3 separate regions of the Sus scrofa genome follow, and all the other regions are linked to region 2. Evidence: chromatin contacts called from public Hi-C data. All regions are on one chromosome and are shown on one strand. The core of a region is the stretch at or near the end of the contact, and the rest is flanking DNA. Distances in the headings are between cores, read along the strand shown. Region 1 has its middle 120 kb from the start of AKR1E2. Region 2 has its middle 37 kb from the start of AKR1E2. Region 3 has its middle 100 kb from the start of AKR1E2.

Region 1 (3,267 bases), core at 108-2,607, 87 kb before region 2:
GTGTAACATTTGTCCATGAATCAGACTGCAGCAGAGTCTCACAAAATATTTATTAAGAGAAAGAGTAAACTTAGCTGATCTAATTTCTGCCTGTTAGTTCTTGGCAGTCTGAAAGATTATATTAGTCAAGCTTTCCAAGTTACCCAATAGAATACAAAAATGATGGGAAAATATTCCAAGTAAATACTGCAGAAAACATGTCTTCCAAAGGCTGGAAGATGGCAAGATGGAAAGTTCTAAGGCATAAAAGTCGTACCACGGTACCGCATGTAAAACCAGAGCTTTTAGCAATAGGATATGCTAAGATTTTGACATCCTTAAACTAGCTAAGGCTCTTTGCAGCAAGTAGGGTAGAATATGAGCTTGCAATGAAGTCTCTCCTGAGTCTGTGACCCAGACGTGCTGATGAAAATTGGAGATATGCCCTCTTTTTTTTCTTTTCTTTTTTTTGTTTTTGTTTTTTAGGTCCACACCCGTGGCATATGGAAGTTCACAGGCCAGGGGTCGAATTGGAGCTACAGCTGCTGGCCACAGCCACAGCCACAGCAACTCGGGATCTGTGCCGCATCTGCGACCTACACCACAGCTCATGATCCTTAACCCACTGAGTGAGGCCAGGAATCCAACCCGCGTCCTCACGGATGCTAGTCGGGTTTGTTAACCACTGAGCCGTGAGGGGAACCCCCTGCCCTCATTTTATTTCATGGAGCCCACAGTCAGTACAATGCTGAATCCCTTTTGCAGAGTGCTCAATTCTCATATATTTTGTCATGAAATGTATGTGTTCACCACCCAAACTGAGAAAAAGTATAAATGAAATGAGAAGAGAAACAGAATATAATTGAGTATTTCAAAGCAATCTCCATTTTTGAAAACTATACATGTATGAATGATATGGTATATGCAAATATGATATAAGATATAAATATACATTATATATTAAATTATATAATTTTGGGTATTTCATAATATAATTTTCATTTATATTCATTTTGTAACATTCATTTCATAATATAATTATATATATATACACACACACACAAATACACAAAAACATATAGGCAGAAAACCAAAATATTGTCAGAATATTTATTTCTTGATGATGGAAATTTTAGTGGTCATCCTTGGTTTTGTTTCTGTGGTCCTACCTTAGGTATTTTCCAAATTGTTCACTGAATTTGAATTAACCTTTACAACGATAAAATGTAATTTGTTTCAAGGCTGAAAAGACTTGAAAAGACGGGGAAATCTTCACCTGAAAACTCTAATTGCAGCAATGATCTGAATCAGAGTTTCCCAGCGCCAGGGAAGCACAGCTGCCCCAAATGCAGAAACGTGGACACCTGTGCCCCCTAGTGGCCACCCTCAGTAAGTGTCCGGGGAGCCTCGTCCTCTGTTGGTAGGAATCTCCAGGGAGACTTGTGTTTATAAAACCGGGAAACCCCGCTCCCTCCTCCCAGGCTGGGGACCCACAGTCTACACTGAGAAATGAGGACTTAGAATTAGGGAATATCCTAATCACGGCTAATGAGAGAGACCCGGAAAAAAGCGGCTGCCACCCGTAGGAACACAAATAAAAAGGAAACTAGGTTTCTTTCAGTTTTAAAAAATACATCAGTATATACTATAGTGTGTATTAAAAGAGTATATATTTTAAAATATATTAGTCTATATACTTAGAATATACTACTAATATTAATAATGGTATTAATGTGTAATATATTACATATGTGTATGTAATACATGTACTAATAATAGTCATATATTACATGCACACTTTTATAGCATTTATGTACTTTAGCATACTTTATATCTTTGAACATATATATTTTTATAGTGTGCTTTTTAAATGTATGCCTGTGTTTGTGTCCGTATTTCTATACCTGTAGTTTTACATAGTATTGTGTGTGTGTATACTGCATATGATGTATATATGTAGAATATGTGTAGTATTCACACATGCCTATTTTTACAAATGATTCTGCATTTGTCAGGGTTTTGTTCTAATCAAGAGCCTAAAGTATGACACATCTGCATTTCTAAGTCCACAGCTAGCAAAAGCATTTCTTCCTTTTGAAGTTACGTGCAGCTCCAATTTGCTTGGAAAGTTGACACATCCAAGTTCATCGTCATTGCTGTTATTATTATTTATGAAATTCAGCATTTCCTCAGAGCCAGTTTGGATACAATAAAGTCTTCAGATCTACAGTCTCACGAGCAATTTATTACGGTCAGCAGAGGACCTTGAAGCCAAATGCCTTTCTTAGACCTGCTTTCAGCAGTGCTCATTGAATTCAGTTTCATGCGCTGGTTTGAAGGAAAAATGTGGGCAAGGTGATAAACACAGCCTTGCCTTGGCCGTAACCAAATTAAAACAGCCACCTCAACCGTGGTAGTCAGGGAATCACACAGGCTGAAACAAGAAGAAAAATCAATGTGAAAGCAAACCTACCTACACCGTATGTCCTGATGGCAGATTCTGACTCTGAGACATACCGCAGTCAGCATGAATCCTTCAGTGCCTGTTGAGTTATTTGAAGAGATTCCATCATTATATATTGAAACTTGGTCCAGGCTTTTTTAGACCATATTCTTAAATCTGCTTTAAAAACATGGGACAATTGCTTTAAAAATAAGTCCATATAAATAATATACGATTCAGGAATATATTGGATTAGGGTTGGTGACACATAAATGAGAACTTGTCATTTTCAAACACAAGCATTTCTTCTTGCTCATGACTTACTTGCCTAGATTTTAACCCGTCCTTCCGTCTTAGTGCATGTAGAGCTACTGGGGGAAGCCCCTTAAGACTCTCCAAGGAGGGACCTAGAAAGGTATACTTGCCGGGATTTGGGGGACACTGTCAGGATCAAACGAGATACATTATGTGAAAGATTATGATCTGACTAACACCCATGTCTGGGCTACTAACTCCTTACTGCCGATAAGCTGAAGACAGATATACGTAGATTTCAGCCTCCTTTCCTCTCAGAGCCAATTGCCTTTGGCCCGGCTGTCCGACGGCAGTTTGGACCTTGTCTGCCTACGGGCTAGGAACGCTGTGTCCTCTCTGCATTTGACTATCCCCGTATACAGTGGGCTTCACTGAAAATTTTGATTAAAAAGGGATAATGTCCTTATGTAACGCATCTTCTATGCATCAACTCATAGTCAGCCAACTTTTCTCTTGTGTCAACAGGAAGAATAAATTTTATGAAACCCAAAAAGTGGGTTTTGTTTCTGAATGAAGGCGGGAGAATATTT
Region 2 (3,224 bases), core at 279-2,778:
TTTGAGAACCACTACTTCGTATGTTCCTGTAATCCTCTAACCTCTGAAAACCATTATACATGATACATCCAAATTCTAACCATGGCATTGGTTATTCCAGTATTTTGAGAACTATTTGAAACATAAAGGTAAAGTTCCTCCATTCGTGAAATTAACGCAATCTGAAAATTCACATATTAATCCAAAAAAAGAAAAAAAGAAAGAGGTTTGATTATTGAAAATATTATAGCTTTAGAGAATGAAAATTACACTGGAGGGGTAAAATTTTTAACAGCCCACTTAAAAATGTGGAGCAAAATATTTACTTGGCTGTGAGCATCTCTGTCAGCAAACTTCTAAATGATTACCGTGTCTTACGTGCAAGATGATATTTCGGTTACAATTAAAATCATTGGTTGGATTTTAAGACGCCTCCGACTCAACCTACAAATTTGGGATTTACTAGGAAAGAATAACAAAACATCTTAAAAACTTCTTGAAGGGTTCTTTTCTTCTTATATCAAGAAGCAAAATGCACTCAGTGCCCTGTTGAGTAAGTTAAAAAGCATCCAAGACATAGGCAAATTCCCTTGATAAAAATGTTTTCTAGATTAATATTGCTATTCAAAGTCCTTTCCACATCGCTTGGATTTTTCTTTTCCTTTTAAAGCACCAAGTTTCTCCTCCTGGTTTTGGAATCCATGAACAGATCCGGTGCCATGTCACAGACACAGTCAGATCCTTTAAAACCTTTTCTCTTTCTGTTTCTTTTTTTGAGTTTCCTGTCGGCCTGACACATTGTGTTCTCACATCCCTTGGAAACCACGTGGGGAAGAAATAAAGTGCACCCCTCCGTCCACAGATAGGCAATGTTTGCTCACCGACTGGGGGAAACACAACAGGTCACTGCAATTGGCTATATATGGTCATTCAGTCACACGGAGCAAGGGACGAGGCCAGGACACAGGAAACACCTGTGGAAAAGGACTCCGAATAATGGGCCCTTTTGCAGTTTAACTGTTCACAAAGCACAGAAATACCAAATACCAGCAACATGTTGGCCAATGTTATTTAAAACGGGCTCCCTGCAAAGACAGGGGAGCAGGTGCAAGACTTGCCTCTCAAAAACGTTCTGTTTTGGAGTTCCTGTGGCTCAGCCAAAACGAATCCAACTAGCAGGCAAGAGGATGCCAGCTGGATCCCTGGCCTCGCTCTGTGGGTTAAGGATCCGGTGTTGCCTGTGAGCTGTGGTGTAGGTCGCAGTCTCAGCTTGGGTCCTTCGTTGCTGTGGCATAGGCCAGGGGCTACAGCTCTGATTGGACCCCAGCCTGGGAACCTCCATATGCCGCAGGTGCAGCCCTAAAAAGCCACACACACCAAAAAAAAAAAAACGTGCTTTTTCTTTAGCACCAAGTCTTGCACGTTGTAGCACTACCCACGGTAAAAGCAATGAAAAGTCTTCAGGGCAGACACTAAAACTGTCTTTCAGGGATGTCCTTTCCTGAAACCTGGAAGATGTGGAAACAAGGAACTTGTGCCTGAGGATGTAGCTCCATCTACAGGACGTGGGAGGTAGGACAAGGTCCATGTAAACAAATTCTCCGGCCACACGCGGATATTAAGGTTGTGTTTTGCTTCTGATAAATGAGCTTTTTCACTGAGAAGAAAGGAACGTGAAACGAGGGGTGACGTGCACGTGGGCCATTCATTCCTGAGGCTTTGATCGACTTAGTTTTTATTCTCTTCTTTGTAAATTAAAAAAAAAAAAAAAGTCCATGTAAGCTCATCTTTGGTTTAAAAGAAAAGGCAGTTCTGGTTGGGGATGTAGATGGCGGGGGCGGCTAGGCATTTGGGAAGCCGAGGGCATATGGGAAATATTTGTACCTTCCTCTCCATTTTGTTGTAAACCTAAAACGGCTCTAAAAAGTGCTCTTTTACATAAGAGAACAGACTTGTGGTTGCCAAGGGGAAGCCGGGAGCGAGGAGGAGTTTGCGGTTAGCAGATAAAACTAGTACATGTAGAATGGATGAGCAATGAGGTCCTACTGTACAGGACAGGAACCATATCCCGACTCTTGGGATAAAACATGCTGGAAAATAACACAGGAAAGGGAATGTATATATATACGTATGTATACATATATGCCTGGGCCACTTCGCTATACAGCAGAGACTGGTACAACATTGTAAATCAACCATATTTTAATTAAAAATAAATATAATAACAAATAGGGGTTTTGTTTTGTTTTGTTTCTTAGGGCCGCACCCATAGCATATGGGCCTATGGAAGTTCCCAGGCTAGGAATCGAATAGGAGCTGCATCTGCCGGCCTAGGCCACAGCCACGGCAAGACCAGATCTGAGCCATGTCTGCAACCTACACCACACCTCACAGCAACGCCAGATCCTTAATCCACAGAGAGAGGCCAGGAATGGAACCTCATCCTTATGGATACAAGTCAGGTTCTTTACTGATGAGCCACAAGGGGAACAATAAATCGTTTTTTTAAAACACAAAACCTCAGGCAGAGTCCACTCAGGGAGCACTGAATTCTTTTAGAAAATGGTATGGAGGTACCTCAGGAAACTAAACATAGAACTACCATATAATCCAGCAATTCCACTGCTGGGCATATATCTGGACAAAAGTTTCACTGAAAAAGATACACGCATCCCTGTGTTCATAGCAGCACTATTCACAATAGCCAAGACATGGAAACAACCTCAATGTCTATTGACAGATGAGTAGATTAAGAACATGCAGTACATATACATGGTGGAATATTACTCAGTCATAAAAAAGACAAACAAATGCCATCTTCAGCAACATGGATGGATCTAGAGACTCATTCTAAGTGAAGTCAGAAAGAGAAAGACAAATACCATATGGTATCGCTTGTTTGTGGAATCTACAATATGGCTCAGATAATCCTCTCCAAAAAACAAAAACAAAAAAACAAACACAAAAAACAGAAACAGATCATGGCCAAGAAGAGCAGACTTGGGGTTCCCAAGGGGAGAAGGGGAGGGAGTGGGATGCATGGGCATTTGGGGGGGGGGGTTGGATGAAAACTTATATTTGGAAGGAATGGGCTGTGGGTCCCTAACGTACAGAACAGGGAAATGTGTGTGATTGGGTCACTTTGCTGTACAACAGAACTTGATGAAACATTGTAAATCAACTATACTTTAATAAAATAATAATAATAAAACAAAAAAGAACATGTCAAACTAAAAATAAACTTA
Region 3 (3,420 bases), core at 814-3,313, 67 kb before region 2:
CCCTAGCCTGGGAACTTCCACATGCCACAGGTACAGCCCAAAAAAGACACACACACACACACACACACACACAAAAAGATTGTCATTATTAAGCTTCCAATCTGACTTTTATATCCATTAATTTATTCAGAGCCAAGTACATAGGTTTTATTAAAGAAAAATGCCCTGAATATATCTGCTGATAGGTTTAGTACTTATTGACTATATGCTATGCTCTTTGTGATAGAAGGATTCCAGCTGATCCAACACTGACCCTTCTCTCAAGAAGCGTGATAAAAATATGCATGTAAAACTAACAGCGTGATAAGGTGGAAAATATCCCAGTGGATATGGAAGTTTGGCAGAAGTACAGAGATAAATATATGTGCTATTTCTGCATTTCATGTCCAGAATTTTAAAAAAATCAACACATTCTGTTTTAGAGATAAGGTTACTAAGAGTATTAAGAGCACAAAAAGGAATGGAAAAACATGGTTATATGGCTGTTCCGGGCCAAAAATATCTGTCTCACCACTTTTTAAATGATGGGTTAATTTTTGAAAATAAACATCAGTTTAATCGATGATGTCTCACCTTTCATTTTTATTTTTTAGATCTGACACGTTGATCCTGAGGATATGTCTGATGAGCAAGCTGGCAAGTGCTTCTAATTTTACCTGGTAAAATAAAATGCCCCCAAACCACCTTGGCTAGTGTAGGGGAAGAAGAATAAAGTCTAAAACGCAATACCTGTTCCTCTTACACATCTTGACCCCTCCACACGGCCTTCACATAGTGCGCTACACATATTATTGAAAATCTGTTGTCATGAGCACTTGCAGACACTCTCCCAAGAACAACCACCACAAACCCAAACGGTTGCCGGATGAGCCGCGGTTTCCCCTTGTGCCAGCCAGGCTGACAATCACCATGAGCCCATGTCCACCACAGGGCAGGTCATGGGAAACAGTTGCTGCGAGTTAGTTAGACTTGCTCAATGTCAGTGTTTAGGGATTAATTTCATTGCTTGAGTTATTTAGATCACGATGGCAATAAAGATTTCAGAAAGCTATTGGGAAACATTTCCTTTAGGGAAGGAGGAACATGAAAACAGTCAAGAAGGGAACTGATTCATGCAAGAAACCTCTGTGTATAAAGCATTGTTTGTGTTACATTCACTGAAACAATGACGAGTGAAAGGACACTTAAATATGGGCAGTCAAGCCTTATTAGAACAGTTAGTGACTAATTACAGTTCAACACGCAAACATTTAGCTGTCTGTACCCTATGTGAATAAGCAAAGTATTTTTAAAGCCAACAACAAACACAAATAATACATTCCAATAAAAACGGCTTCTCTCGGATAACCACCACAACACAGAAATAATAGCACAAGCAATGGAAAAGTTTCTAAGTTCCCAAAAGACAATGGACAGACTTGTTCCACCCAGGCTTGCTTTGATATTTGTAGGAATAACTAACCCATCTATGCTAATGCACCATTAAACTTTTATCAGATCATCATCAGAACGCATGGGGATTAAAAATCATTTCAGCTGAATAATACATGCTAAAATGTACATCATCTGTGTTAAGCTAGTCGTAATCATTTGGCCAACGTACTTCAAAGGCTTGATGGACATCCGCCCGTTTTGAACTTAAGCATGAATATCTTGGCAACACAAGGGGAACGCTTTCATCACACTGAAAGGCAATACGAGCTATAAATGTGGGACATCTCAGCTTCCATCTGAGTAAGTCCTCAGAATTGCGACATTCACCAAGCAATAAATCCCTTGAGTTGTTGTTCAGACGCCCTCGCCCTCGATGCGTCTGAAGCAACTTCTCTGAGTGTTTTGTCTTGAGAGTTCTTTATCCTTCTATTCTTAGATCCTTCATAATGCGGGATACCCTTCCCTCCTGTAGCCTGGGTTCTCACACTTAGTCTTCCTTTTGTTAAAACCTAAGCAGCTCTTCAATTCACACTGAGGCATGGAGGGCTGCTTCCATCCGTGTGGGCTATCCCTTCCTGAGGCATAACTGAGGGAGAGGAATGCAGTTCAGTCTCTGCTGGAGACTGGCGAAGAGGAAGCTCTGCGGGGACTCCCCACCGCCCCCCGCTTGCCCGAACATTCTGCTCAGAGTAATAGCCAGGCTACGCACCCACCTGTGGCGTCAGCTTCCCATTCTGCTCCCTTTTTGACAATAAGAAGCCATGAGGATGCTTTTTGAAAGCTTTAATCTCTTATTTATCCCATGTGGATTTGGCCTTGGCAGAGAAACCACTTATGTATTCTTATATTTTTGTTTAATATTATTGCACTTCAGTCTCATAATCTTTCTCCCTTTTGCAAATTGAAGAGAGACTTTATACGATGCTTGGAAGAGAAGAGAAGACACCTTTGCAGATAAGATATGGATGGTTTTCTTATAGCATCTTTAAGAATAACTGTTAGGAACACAATACCCTTCACTTATCTCGGGTTTTCAATGAGAAAATACCTTTTTGGTTCGTAAAGAGAGACTACCACCATGGAGCCAAGGGATACACTGTGTTTAGGAGGGGGTCCCCTCATCTGAAATTATTTATTTCACGGTCTTCCAGAAGCGCCCAATTATCCGTCCCTAAAAATGTGCCCCCTGGGGCTCAGCACAGCCCCGCAGTAATGATGGTCAGACCCACGGGTGGCCCACACCATCGTCCTCGACCAGTACCGCATGAAAGAGCTCCTGGGTGGCTTTGTGACCTTAACAGACAGCTGAAAGGAGGACGGTGAAAAAGTGCAGGTCCATACACAGCGGGGCAGGGGAAAGACAAAGCCTAGAGTCACAGTGAGGCAGCTCCAGGAAGTAATCTCTTGGTTGAGGGGTTCTCAGGAAGAGAAAGGGAGGCAGACAGAGACGGCTGTGTCTCAGAACCTGTTCTGCCTGCATCAGTACAGGAAAGAGGAAAACTGGGAAAGAGCGTCCCACCCTCCCTCAGACAATGGTCGGCTTTATAATAGGATTGCATCTCAACCATCTTTAAGGAGCAGCACTTAGCATAGCTCATGACTCATGTCAGAGATACGATAAATATTTGTTGAGTGAGGGAATGAATACAATAATATAGTTTTAATTTTAGGATTTCCTGGCATTCCATGAAGACATTTTATGGTTTCACGTACGCAATAACATCTCAAGATGTACTGGATGTACCAGATTTTTTTTTTTTTTTTGCATTTCCATTAAAATGTAGGAAAACAAAAGAGCAGGAAATTTTTACATTTCCATTAAAAATGTAGGAAAACAAAAGAGAGCCAGCTGTGACTATTTATAGTGTGCTGAGAAATATTCCACAGAAATCGCTACCCAGTGATTTTTTTTTTTTCATTGGAAGAGTGTTGAGACAACTAGAGGGAAGCACTAAAAATGACAAAGCATTTCCTTAGAAATTATGA

What was found. Hi-C and Micro-C count contacts between places; a contact is called where the count stands out from the background.
Region 1: a Hi-C map of skeletal muscle shows a contact between it and region 2, with 5 times the contacts expected there. The contact joins two enhancer-like sites. A contact is called at or near these places in 1 of 5 promoter capture datasets (liver), 24 of 47 Hi-C or Micro-C datasets (adipose tissue, alveolar macrophages, embryonic fibroblasts and 14 more) and 1 of 2 datasets of contacts at active chromatin or transcription factors (skeletal muscle).
Region 3: a Hi-C map of retroperitoneal adipose tissue shows a contact between it and region 2, with 1.9 times the contacts expected there. The contact joins two enhancer-like sites. A contact is called at or near these places in 1 of 5 promoter capture datasets (liver), 7 of 47 Hi-C or Micro-C datasets (alveolar macrophages, brain, fetal heart ventricle and 4 more) and 2 of 2 datasets of contacts at active chromatin or transcription factors (alveolar macrophages and skeletal muscle).

Annotation. Positions count from the first base shown.
Region 1 is chr10:65,815,056-65,818,322 of Sscrofa11.1, reverse strand. No RefSeq gene overlaps it. Among named protein-coding and RNA genes, the nearest start is that of AKR1E2, 120 kb to the right of the region's middle. Within about 2 kb of position 1,357, at least 29 of the 83 cell types and tissues checked have an H3K27ac peak or open chromatin away from gene starts, as enhancers often do. A contact at or near this core is called in adipose tissue, fetal liver, retroperitoneal adipose tissue and 1 more, where this site is marked.
Region 2 is chr10:65,728,390-65,731,613 of Sscrofa11.1, reverse strand. No RefSeq gene overlaps it. Among named protein-coding and RNA genes, the nearest start is that of AKR1E2, 37 kb to the right of the region's middle. Within about 2 kb of position 1,528, at least 10 of the 83 cell types and tissues checked have an H3K27ac peak or open chromatin away from gene starts, as enhancers often do. A contact at or near this core is called in adipose tissue, fetal liver, retroperitoneal adipose tissue and 1 more, where this site is marked.
Region 3 is chr10:65,795,769-65,799,188 of Sscrofa11.1, reverse strand. No RefSeq gene overlaps it. Among named protein-coding and RNA genes, the nearest start is that of AKR1E2, 100 kb to the right of the region's middle. Within about 2 kb of position 2,063, at least 14 of the 83 cell types and tissues checked have an H3K27ac peak or open chromatin away from gene starts, as enhancers often do. A contact at or near this core is called in retroperitoneal adipose tissue, where this site is marked.